Linked DNA regions of Mus musculus: region 1 is linked to region 2. A link is a contact called in public Hi-C data. All regions are on one chromosome and are shown on one strand. The core of a region is the stretch at or near the end of the contact, and the rest is flanking DNA. Distances in the headings are between cores, read along the strand shown.

What was found. Hi-C and Micro-C count contacts between places; a contact is called where the count stands out from the background.
Region 1: a contact with region 2 is called in a Hi-C map of muscle stem cells, with 2.1 times the contacts expected there. The contact joins two enhancer-like sites. A contact is called at or near these places in 1 of 484 Hi-C or Micro-C datasets (muscle stem cells) and 1 of 115 datasets of contacts at active chromatin or transcription factors (astrocytes).

What each region holds. Positions count from the first base shown.
Region 1 is chr1:194,745,597-194,750,467 of GRCm38.p6, reverse strand. Plxna2 (plexin A2) reads right to left here. Exons shown (of 32, transcript NM_008882.2): 5 at 4,238-4,338; 6 at 1,033-1,156. Among named protein-coding and RNA genes, the nearest start is that of Gm46202, 28 kb to the right of the region's middle. Within about 2 kb of position 3,392, at least 74 of the 459 cell types and tissues checked have an H3K27ac peak or open chromatin away from gene starts, as enhancers often do. A contact at or near this core is called in muscle stem cells, where this site is marked.
Region 2 is chr1:193,868,470-193,873,734 of GRCm38.p6, reverse strand. No RefSeq gene overlaps it. Among named protein-coding and RNA genes, the nearest start is that of Gm31870, 220 kb to the right of the region's middle. Within about 2 kb of position 2,829, at least 27 of the 459 cell types and tissues checked have an H3K27ac peak or open chromatin away from gene starts, as enhancers often do. A contact at or near this core is called in muscle stem cells, where this site is marked.

The DNA of each region.
Region 1 (4,871 bases), core at 2,143-4,642, 880 kb before region 2:
AGGACATGGAATATTTTGAGTTATACCTTGACAGGTGGTTATTTTATTATGTTTAATATCCTTTTTAAGCATACACTTTGAATGAGTCTCAGTCTTCTTTTAATCTCTTTTCTGCCTCTGCCAAGCACAGTGGCAAGCTAAGGCTTTCTTGAATAATTAACAGAAGACAGAAATCATACCATGTCCTAAGAATATGCTGTATGATATCATAGATTTTTTTGTAGCTAAATCCAAATTTCAGATTTACAAAACAGATTTGTGGATAATAAATTTGCAGAATGTGGTGACTATACCCTTAACAACAAGAGTTACCTAAGAGGTGTGTGTGTGTGTGTGTGTGTGTGTGTGTGTGTGAGTGTGTGAGTGTGTGTGTGTGTGTGTGTGTGTGAGTGTGTGTGTGTGTGTGTGTGCGTGTGTGTGTGTGTGTGTGAGTGTGTGTGTGTGTGTGTGAGTGTGTGTGTGTGTGTGTGAGTGTGTGTGTGTGTGAGTGTGTGTGTGTGTGTGTGAGTGTGTGTGTGTGAGTGTGTGTGCGTGTGTGAGTGTGTGTGTGTGTGTGTGTGAGTGTGTGTGAGTGTGTGTGTGTGTGTGTGAGTGTGTGTGTGTGTGTGTGCGCGTGTGTGTGTGTGTGAGTGTGTGTGTGTGTGTGTGAGTGTGTGTGTGTGTGTGTGTGTGAGTGTGTGTGTGTGTGTGAGTGTGTGTGTGTGTGTGTGTGAGTGTGTGTGTGTGTGAGTGTGTGTGTGTGTGTGTGTGTGTGAGTGTGTGTGTGTGTGTGTGAGTGTGTGTGTGTGTGAGTGTGTGTGTGTGTGTGTGTGAGTGTGTGTGTGTGTGTGTGAGTGTGTGAGTGTGTGTGTGTGTGTGTGTGAGTGTGTGTGTGTGTGTGTGTGTGTGTGTGTGAGTGTGTGTGTGAGTGTGTGTGTGTGTGTGTGTGTGTGTGTGTGTGTGAGTGTGTGTGTGTGTGATATTAGCACTGAAATGCAGGTATAAAAGAAGTTTGCTCTGTGCTCCGGTCGGTCCTCCCTGCTGTGTACTCACCAGCCGGCTGTGATCTGACACAGAGATGCTGTTGGGGTGTACCTCAAGGCTCATGCACTGGCTGATACTGGCAGCAAATCGATTTGCTTCCCAGGCCCGTTGGCATTTGTCTCTTCGGGAGCACCTACATGAACACAAATTCATAAGAGGTCATGGCTCCACTGTCCCTGTGGTAAGAGTATATTGCTGCCCCAGCACTATACCTTGTTGCCTTGTGATGACTTTCACTGTATTCTCAGGTATCCACTGTCACATGTAGCTAATGTTATTTCACAGAAAGGGGTATTAATTCCAAGCCAAGATGCTGGTTAGGTATAAAGAACACCATGTGGAATGCTTAGGTAAGAAATTTGGGGTACTTAAGAAGGACAGCTCTGAACATGAACCCTACAACTAGAGTGTAAGTCTCTAATACCAGGCCTGTTACCTGCTAGCTGGGTCTCGCTGGTCTAGTTACTTAATCTTTCTCTTCTCTGTTTTCTCATCCTTAAATTAGCAAGGATGATAATACCCTACTTTGTAAGGCTACTCTAAGAGTAAAGTGCAGAAGTACTCAGAATGCAGCCTGGCATTTAGTGGATGTATCCTCATGCTAGCCCTTGAAATACTGAAATTAATAATAATGATGAATAACATTATCATTTACCCCCTAGGGTGTTAACAGGCAAGGGTCTTTGTTGTGAGACAGGATGCATATGATGGTTTGCTGGATTAATAGTTCTTTAAGAGAAGAATCCACGTTTTATTCAATGAGATATTCTACCTGTCACATGCTATATTTTAAATGAATGTTTGTGTCATGAAATAATGCCTTAAGTCAGAGACAAATAAAGCAGGTATCCAGGGTTGCTTGTGTCAGAAAGCCTACATGGCCATTTCTTCTGAAATCATCTCTGGCTTCACAAGGTCCTCATTCCATGGTGGCAGGTAAGTGAGGTGTTGCCTGAACTCAGAAGCTTAGGGCTACTACCTGCTGTGTCTTATGGGACAGGCTCAGGGCCAGTGTAGCTCCAAACCAAATAGTCACATAGTACAGTACTACATAGTCAAACAGTATTTCCTACTCTGAGTACCCAAGCTCCTCCCCTCTTTCCTTCCAAGTACATAATGGATTCAAATGTGAGTGCTGTCAAAGGAAGAATTATGGGGGTTTAAGTGAATCCTTATGATGGCTTTAAAGTGAGCTCTTGACTAGAGCCTTTATCTCATTGACTAACTGAAATGACTCTATTTGAAAGAATCATACTATTTATGGCAACAACTCTAACAGAGATAAATAGTCTGGGAGACAATAACACTTGTAGGGGCAAACAATACAGAAGCGACAGGAGGGTTTGAATCTCCTGGGACCCAGAGGTTCTGTTATCAGCCCTCTGCCTCAATCCTCTACTGCTTTAGAAGAGGCTGGCTTTCAGGCCTGAGGCTGAAGTTGCTGGGTCCTCGTGGTCCTGCTAGATGGGCAGTCTTGGGGTAGGTGGGAGAAGAGTGCAAGAGGGTCTCCTGAAGATATGAATGCCAGGTAATGAGAAACCTGCATACAACAGGTGCAGCTCCTACCCCCAGGCAAGCTTGCTAGGTAGAATGGCTGGAAGGTGTGTACCCAGGGAGGTGGGGAAGATTCCCTGAAGATAAGTGAGGAGTTGAGTGAGCAGAGGAAATCTGGGCTATCTTGATAAGAGTTCCATCCTTCTAGAAGACACAGCTGACCTGGATCAGGAGAAGGATGAGGTGTTCTAGGGTAGTTGAGAGATGGGGTCATTACTGATCTAATAATAGATGCTGATATAAGCTGGAGAAAATAAACAGTAACTCCAATCTGTAATTCTACTGCATTCTTTCTATATATGCAGAGTGTAACAGGCACTGAAGCCTGGAGAGAAAGGCAGGGAGGGAAGATGGAGCAGGATGTATGTACATGGGACAGGTGAATAACTATTGCAGAGTGTGAGGGTCTAAAGCCTGGGCATTTCTATGTATCTATGAGTGAGGGTCTAAAGCCTGGGCATTTCTATGTAGCTCATTCTCTGTATTCTCAGAGAAAGAGCCTGCAGATTCTTGGGTCAGGCACACTGAAACTTGACAAATTTACCAGCTTTTCCATTCCTGTAGCAGAGTTGCTGGCTCTGGCATCTTGACCCCCTGACTGATTTACATGATAACTTACTGTCCAGGTTTTGTTGATGTCACTTTTGTAACACTTTTTCAGAAGTCCCTTACCTCCAAAACCCAAGCAGAGACTCAATCCTTTGTTAGTGGACTTAAATCCAGTCCAGATTTTGCATCTGTGAAGCCTCCCTTCCTCCCTCTCTCCAGAGCCCTCCCAACACCTGCTGCAGAGGCTGAAAGCCAAGAGCTATTGTGCAGGACCCTGAACTCTGGCCCTCTGCCTCCGCCTCCACCCCAAACCCAGCACATTTCATAGAAACGCTTTGCTAGCTGGCATGGCGCCATGGAGTTTCCATCACTATTGGGCAACAGAATCCCTAGCCAGGCTCCCGTTTTAGGGCTTTCACCCTTTTTCTCTTCCTCTGGGGCTCCTCGAATTAGGAAGTTTAAGTGTGATTTTGCATTTCTATTGAGCTGTTGTTCAATGGTGGGGATGTATTTGAATAGGAATATGTGGCCAGTTGGATGCAGTGCAGACTTCTTGGAATCATGAAATAAAGAGGCCAGAAGGGTCCTCCCAAGGGTACAGAGACCTTAATAATTATTTTGATTTGTATTGCCTCTTCATTATTTCCAAAGCACTTATTATTTCATTTAGGTTTCACAGTTCACCTGTGAAATAGGCAAAGGAGAAATGGAGACCCAGAGTTGTCAGGGGACCCACCTAGGGTCACACAGCAGCAAGCTGGAGTGCAAATTCCAAGTTCTGGCGTCCTACCATCTGGTCTGTAAGCCTTAGCCCAGCTTCTTGTCCAGACAATGCAAGAGGCTTTGGGAAGTTTTAGGATTCTACAGTTGCCCTGTGACTTTTCACAATCACATGAGAACACAGTCATGTGGTTTTAAAGTTGCTGAGAGGATGAGCAAAGAACTGCATGCAGGAAGCAAATCCTGTGGCCTCTCACTATCTTCCACATTGTGTCTCATTTATAATCTCTACTGTTCAAAAGAGGGAAATTCCTTTACTGTCCAGTCAACCACACCAGGAAACCCCCAGTCTTCTGCATGCTAGGACCACCTCTGAACACCACAAACTTACATGTTGTGCAGGGCACACCAGCCACAGTGAGGATCCCCTGAGCTTAGACACTCTCCACAAGTTGTATACTGTTCACATGATTCAACAGGGACCCTGGTGACCTGGCAGAGAGAGGAAAAGGAACATGGGAAGGTCATGTTGTGACAAATTGAAGATACATTTCAAAATTCTCTCCTTTATTCCCCCTAAGGTATTTCCATCTCATTGTGGGCAAATCTGAAGAGGCTAACCCTAAACAGGAAGTATCTCAATGGTCGCTCCAGACTCTTTGATTTTTACCAAGGGTAGAAAGAAAATCCTCCAGCCTATTGCTTCTTTCTATCAGTGTCTTTTCGAGAGCCTGACAAGTGTTGAAAATGGTTAATTCTGCTAAAAGGCTATTGAGTGGCACAAACTCATCTCTGAAGAGCTTTCAGCTGGGCTTGGGCTGAGACATCCTTCCTGCACTGCACACATGGGGTGGGGGAAGAAACTTTTCCCATGAAATAATATTCATAGCCAACCAAGTGTACCACCTGGATCCAATTATCCCATTCTCTGATGTCTGCATTCAGTTTCTCTAGTAAATCTCCCATTCTTTGGAAAGTCTGGCAAAATGGGAATCTCCACAGAGAAGAGCTGCCTGTTTGATTCT
Region 2 (5,265 bases), core at 1,580-4,079:
GTTTAGCTGCAGAGAGTTTATACAATTGTGGGACATTTGGAATTCTGGGGACTTTTCAAAGGATATATAAATGCTAGGACCCTGAAAGATGTGGTGGGTATTTGGCTATCGATGGGTTGTTGGTTGTTGTTGGTCATGGTTTGTTAAGAAGTTATGTGAAAAGAAGAAAGAACAAGAAGAAGAAATTAGATATCCTACCAAAACTTGCCCCAAGGAACTCAATGCCCCTAATCAGTAGGAAGTAGTTTAACAATAACACTGCCCACTTTCTGACCTCTGACATTATTCAGTGATCTCTACCCTCTTTGTCCTCTAACCTTTTTCCTCTATTATTTAGTGTTAAGGGATTGAATGGGTGGAAGAAAGGGAGTGGAGAAGGGTGGAAAAAAAGAGGAAACCACTAAGTAGCAAACACCGGCTAAATGAATCTTCCAATTCCTGCATCCCTTTCAAGCTGTCTCCACCACCTCATTTTATAGATGATAAAGTAACAATCCTCCAAAACTCCAGAGAAAACAACTAAAATTATCAACAGGATGTATGAAAATGAACCAGAAAGACTAGAATAATCTGCAAAGAAAATATTAGGAGGGGTGTGTGCTTAGACTCCTTTAAAAGAGCACAGAGTGTGAAAGATGCTGTGTCACATGACGAACCTGCCAGCTGTAAGAGATACCCAGGTGAGGCAGGAGCTAATGCTGGTGTCTTAAAAAGGAAAACTGAAACTAGCAAGACTTGATGCTTGCCAATTTTGAGTCTCATTCTTTCCTCTCCTAAAGATTTATTGGAACTTGCTTTATGTCAATCAGTTAGGTAAGCTCTTATGTACCCAGACAAGATAAGACACGTCTCTGCCTATGACAGTAGGTTTCACTGAAGGGAATGAGAGCTACAGAAAAGTAGGCATGAGATAGTTACAAATGTGGTCCTAAGAGAATGGGGTTAATGAACTTCACACTGAGGTGACATTTGACCCAGACACTGAAGAATGGCTGTGGTTATGTCATTAGATAATGAGCAACAGAACATTCTAGACAGAGAAAAGCTTGAAAAAACAAATAGGGTGACAGAAACCAGTAAATATAAAGGCATACAAAGATAAGAGGTAGACTTAAAGGGGTTGTTCCTGCCCAGAAATAAGAAGTCCCTGGAAGCAAGACTCAGGAATTCATAAGTGAAAGGGCCATTAGCATCTTGGGCAGTGAGAGAACATGATTAGACTGGCATTTTAGAAATACAGCTTAAGCCAGGCAGTGGTGGTGCATGCCTTTAATCCCAGCACTCGGGAGGCAGAGGCAGGTGGATTTCTGAGTTTGAGGCCAGCCTGGTCTACAAAGTGAGTTCCAGGACAGCCAGGACTATATAGAGAAACCCTATCTCGACCCTACCCCCACCCCCAAAAAGAAATACAGCTTAGTGTTGGTTACCCTATGGGACTCATGTGACCTAGGCAAGATCTTTCTGCATTCAAAAATGATCTCATGAATTAATAAATTGTAGTAAATTAGAATACTTGACGACCCCAGCCCTGCTGAGGTCAATGACTTTAGAACACTATGACAGAGTAACACGTGTGCTGGTTTTATTTTTGCTGGGTTGCAGGCAGGGCCTGTGGATTGTGGGTAGAGTTTGCTGCCTTACTTGATCAGTTGTGGAATAAAGTCTTCATAGACTGGAGAAGTCTATGAGCATACTAAACACAAAGACAAAAACTGGAAGCTCTTATCCAGAAGGAAAGCATTCTCTTCTGCCTACATTGAACTTTTGTAAACTGCCTGATCTTTGCCCAGCCTGCCTTTCTTACCTGTGAGGGGTATGGAGCTGCTATTTGGAATCTGTCAAAGCTGTAGCGAATATGGAGGGCAGCATAGCAAGGTCAGGGAGAAAGAATCTAACATTTGACAGAGGCTGACCCCCGAGTATAGAGCAAATCATTTGGCTACTAGCTCAGAATGCATTTTAAAAATACAACAAATACAGGTTTGGGGGAGTAAAATATAATGGTCATCGACTCACTTCTGTTAATGTTTGCAGAAACGGGTATCACACCTGTCGGTAAAATGTATGCTGAAAAGGTGCTGAAGAGATTATTAGCACACCAAGAATTTTCACACCCAGACTGGAGATTGGGAAAGGAGAAGTAACAAGATTTAGGGAGGAAATTTGGAATAAGAGGCTGAGTGAGACAAGATCAAAGATGTTTTGTGAACACAAGTAAGTCACACAGAACCAGCGGGAAACTATTCCCAGTGATATTTGGGGATATTTGTTTGTGATTATCCTATCTTTTAAAGAAAGATTTCCTATTCACAGCTGCCACCATTTTATTAGGATACCCCAAAACTTGAAACTTCCTGATATCTGAATTAGTCTTTTTCTGATTACACACACACACACACACACTCCCCAAGTCTTGCGATTTACTTGACTTAGCTCCCAGTTTTAAATGCTCAGGCATGATGTCAAAATTAGTTTAGCGTGACCTCAAGGCATGGAAAAAAACAAAACAAAACAAAACAAAACAAACAAACAAAAAAAAAAAAACCCCAGAAAGGTAAAGAGTGTCTACAGTGTATCCTGAAGACAGCCTTCACAATGACCTAAAGGCTTCCCACTAGATCCTACTTCTTAAAGATACTCCCATCCCTTTAGCACTGCCTTGCAGGGAAACAAGTTCCCAACACATACAAGTTTGGGAAGAGTGAAATCTGATCCAAACCACAGAAAAGACAACATCTTAGCCAAGTTTACTCCACTGTTGCCAGCTGGTCTCCCTGACCTGGTTTTATACTCTTTGCCCTGTGTTGCTCCTGCTTTGGTATGAAATATGTCTGACTCATCATATCACGGGGCACTTGGGAATTCAGGCCTCCATGCGTGTCACTGTTGAGATGTGTCAATATAAACAAAAGAATAGGAATAGCCAAGAGCTAATAAAATGATTTTTTGGTTCTCTAATGATAGCAATTAAGTCAGAAGGATTGCTTCAAAGCACCTTAAAATTCCTAAAGGACGGGGGCTGGTGAAATGGCTCAGTGGGTAAGAGTACCCGACTGCTCTTCCGAAGGTCCGAAGTTCAAATCCCAGCAACCACATGGTGGCTCACAACCATCCGTAACAAGATCTGACACCCTCTTCTGGAGTGTCTGAAGACAGCTACAGTGTACTTACATATAATAAATAAAAAAAAAAAAAATTCCTAAAGGACAAAATTGCTCTGCCCCAAAGGCTGTGAAGTAAGATGAGCAGTTGCCTAACTTTGAAAAACATGCTACTCGCATTAGGAAACACTAGTCTTCCTTCTTCCTGCTGCCCTTGGAGTCAAGGAAAGGACACTTTGCTTGCTGAGGAAAATACTAAGCAGGTGAAACAGGTGATCCAGCAGGTCTTCCACAGTGGTAACTATACATCATCTAAATTTTCTAGAGCAGTAAAGTAGACTAACGGAAGATAAAGGGGTAAGGGAGAGTAATGGGCTATGTCAAGATATGCTCAAAATCTATTATATACTTGTATGTAACCCAATATAATACACAGTGACAAATAGAGCAGCGTGGTTAAAGGGCATGTTGTCTAACCTTCTGTGATACCTGGGTCTCTGTCTGTGGCTTCTTACTCATGTTACTGTACTATGTGCAAGTCTGGAAGACACAGAGTGCATATCAGTGCACACACTGCTAGTGGTGTTTGATGTCTGCCACTTTAGGAACCAGGAAATAGCCATGCAATGATCGTCAATTAATTTCTTTAAATCACTTTTTATCAGCAGACGAATCTTTGCAGGTCTATAAACTGCTACCACTTTAGGCAAAGGTAGTTCTAATTCTCCATTATTTTGCTGTAATAGACCTAGTGATAGCATTTACCCTACCAAGGGGCACCTTTTCTGCAGCCTAGCTCTGCACATGGAGAAATAGGCATTATAAAGCCACTCTGATCTGGCTCTGCTCTGTCCATCCATATATAGAGCCTTTGGTGCATTTAAATTGCTTTTTGCAGCAGTTGAAGGGATCAATAGCTCTTAGACTCTTTAAGGAACGAATAATATACAAGATGGACATTTTAAGCTCTTTAGAAAATATATTCATGAGGTCATCCTGTTTCCCTTGGTACCCAACTTTGCTAGTGACATTTATTAATGTTTTTGCAGCAAACAGGAGGTGGAGTCCTCTAAAGGCTCTCGTCTCTGTTCTTCCAGAAAATATTGATTTTATTACAAGAATTGGGGGTTGGGCAGTGTTAGAAAAAAATAGATGCTCAAAGAAAAAAAAAGAAATCTTACAAAGGATAACTTAGCTCAAAGCTGGCTTGACAAAGTAACATTCTCTAAATTGCTTTGTACCACTTGATAGAGACAATTTCTTCTGATTTTCCCTTTGAACAATTTCATACCCTTTATGAGAACTTGCTTTAAGAATGTTATGTTCCTAATGGTAATACAGGACTTTCCACTGAATCTTTGTATTGGCGAGAGAGGACAGCTTCACACCGCCACAGACTTGGAAAGCATTTGAAATTCCAATTAATTAGGGTTAATTAACTACATGTTTGGTAAAACCACTCTGAGATGCCAGACCGGGGGGAAAATAACTGCTACTTGATAGCTGCTTTAAAGAAAAGGCTGGAAACCATGAGAAAGCTCAGTCTGACTCACAGAAGTCTGGGTGTATTGGGGTGTGTGATTAAGTTGGAAAGAAATCAAGTACTGGGATGACTTTCCTCCAAAAGGGGGAGGTGATTAATTCTGTGGACACTCTTTCATTAAACTGATATCTCATAAGACTTCAGACAATAGAAATGTGGCTGGGTGCGTAGGGCCTGACTGGTTAGAGGTGAGGTCCTTGGGTACCCATGTGCCCATACATATTGGAGACAGAGGTCCCAGGTGCTCTAAGGCACTAAAAGACCACAGTAGCAAAGGCAAGCCCTGCTCCCTTTCCCATGCCTCTGACAGACCTGAGCTGATACTGTAACATGTGGCTCATAGCCCCAAAAGGGTATTATCCAGTCCTCAAAGCACTTTTGTCAATGGATGGTACTATTTAGGAACACTTGGAGATGAATTAATTTTTTAATGAAAATTCAGTTACTGAGATTTTGTTGAAAAAACATTTCCATTTGATACTAGTCAGCCCTTGGGAGTCTGCAGGAGCCCTCTCCAGGCCCACTATCCCTCCTGCAGACGTTGATTTTCTTACTATTTTCGTAAACTCACATTCAGAATAACATACCTGTGTGCAGTGTACCAACAAGGCTAAATGAACG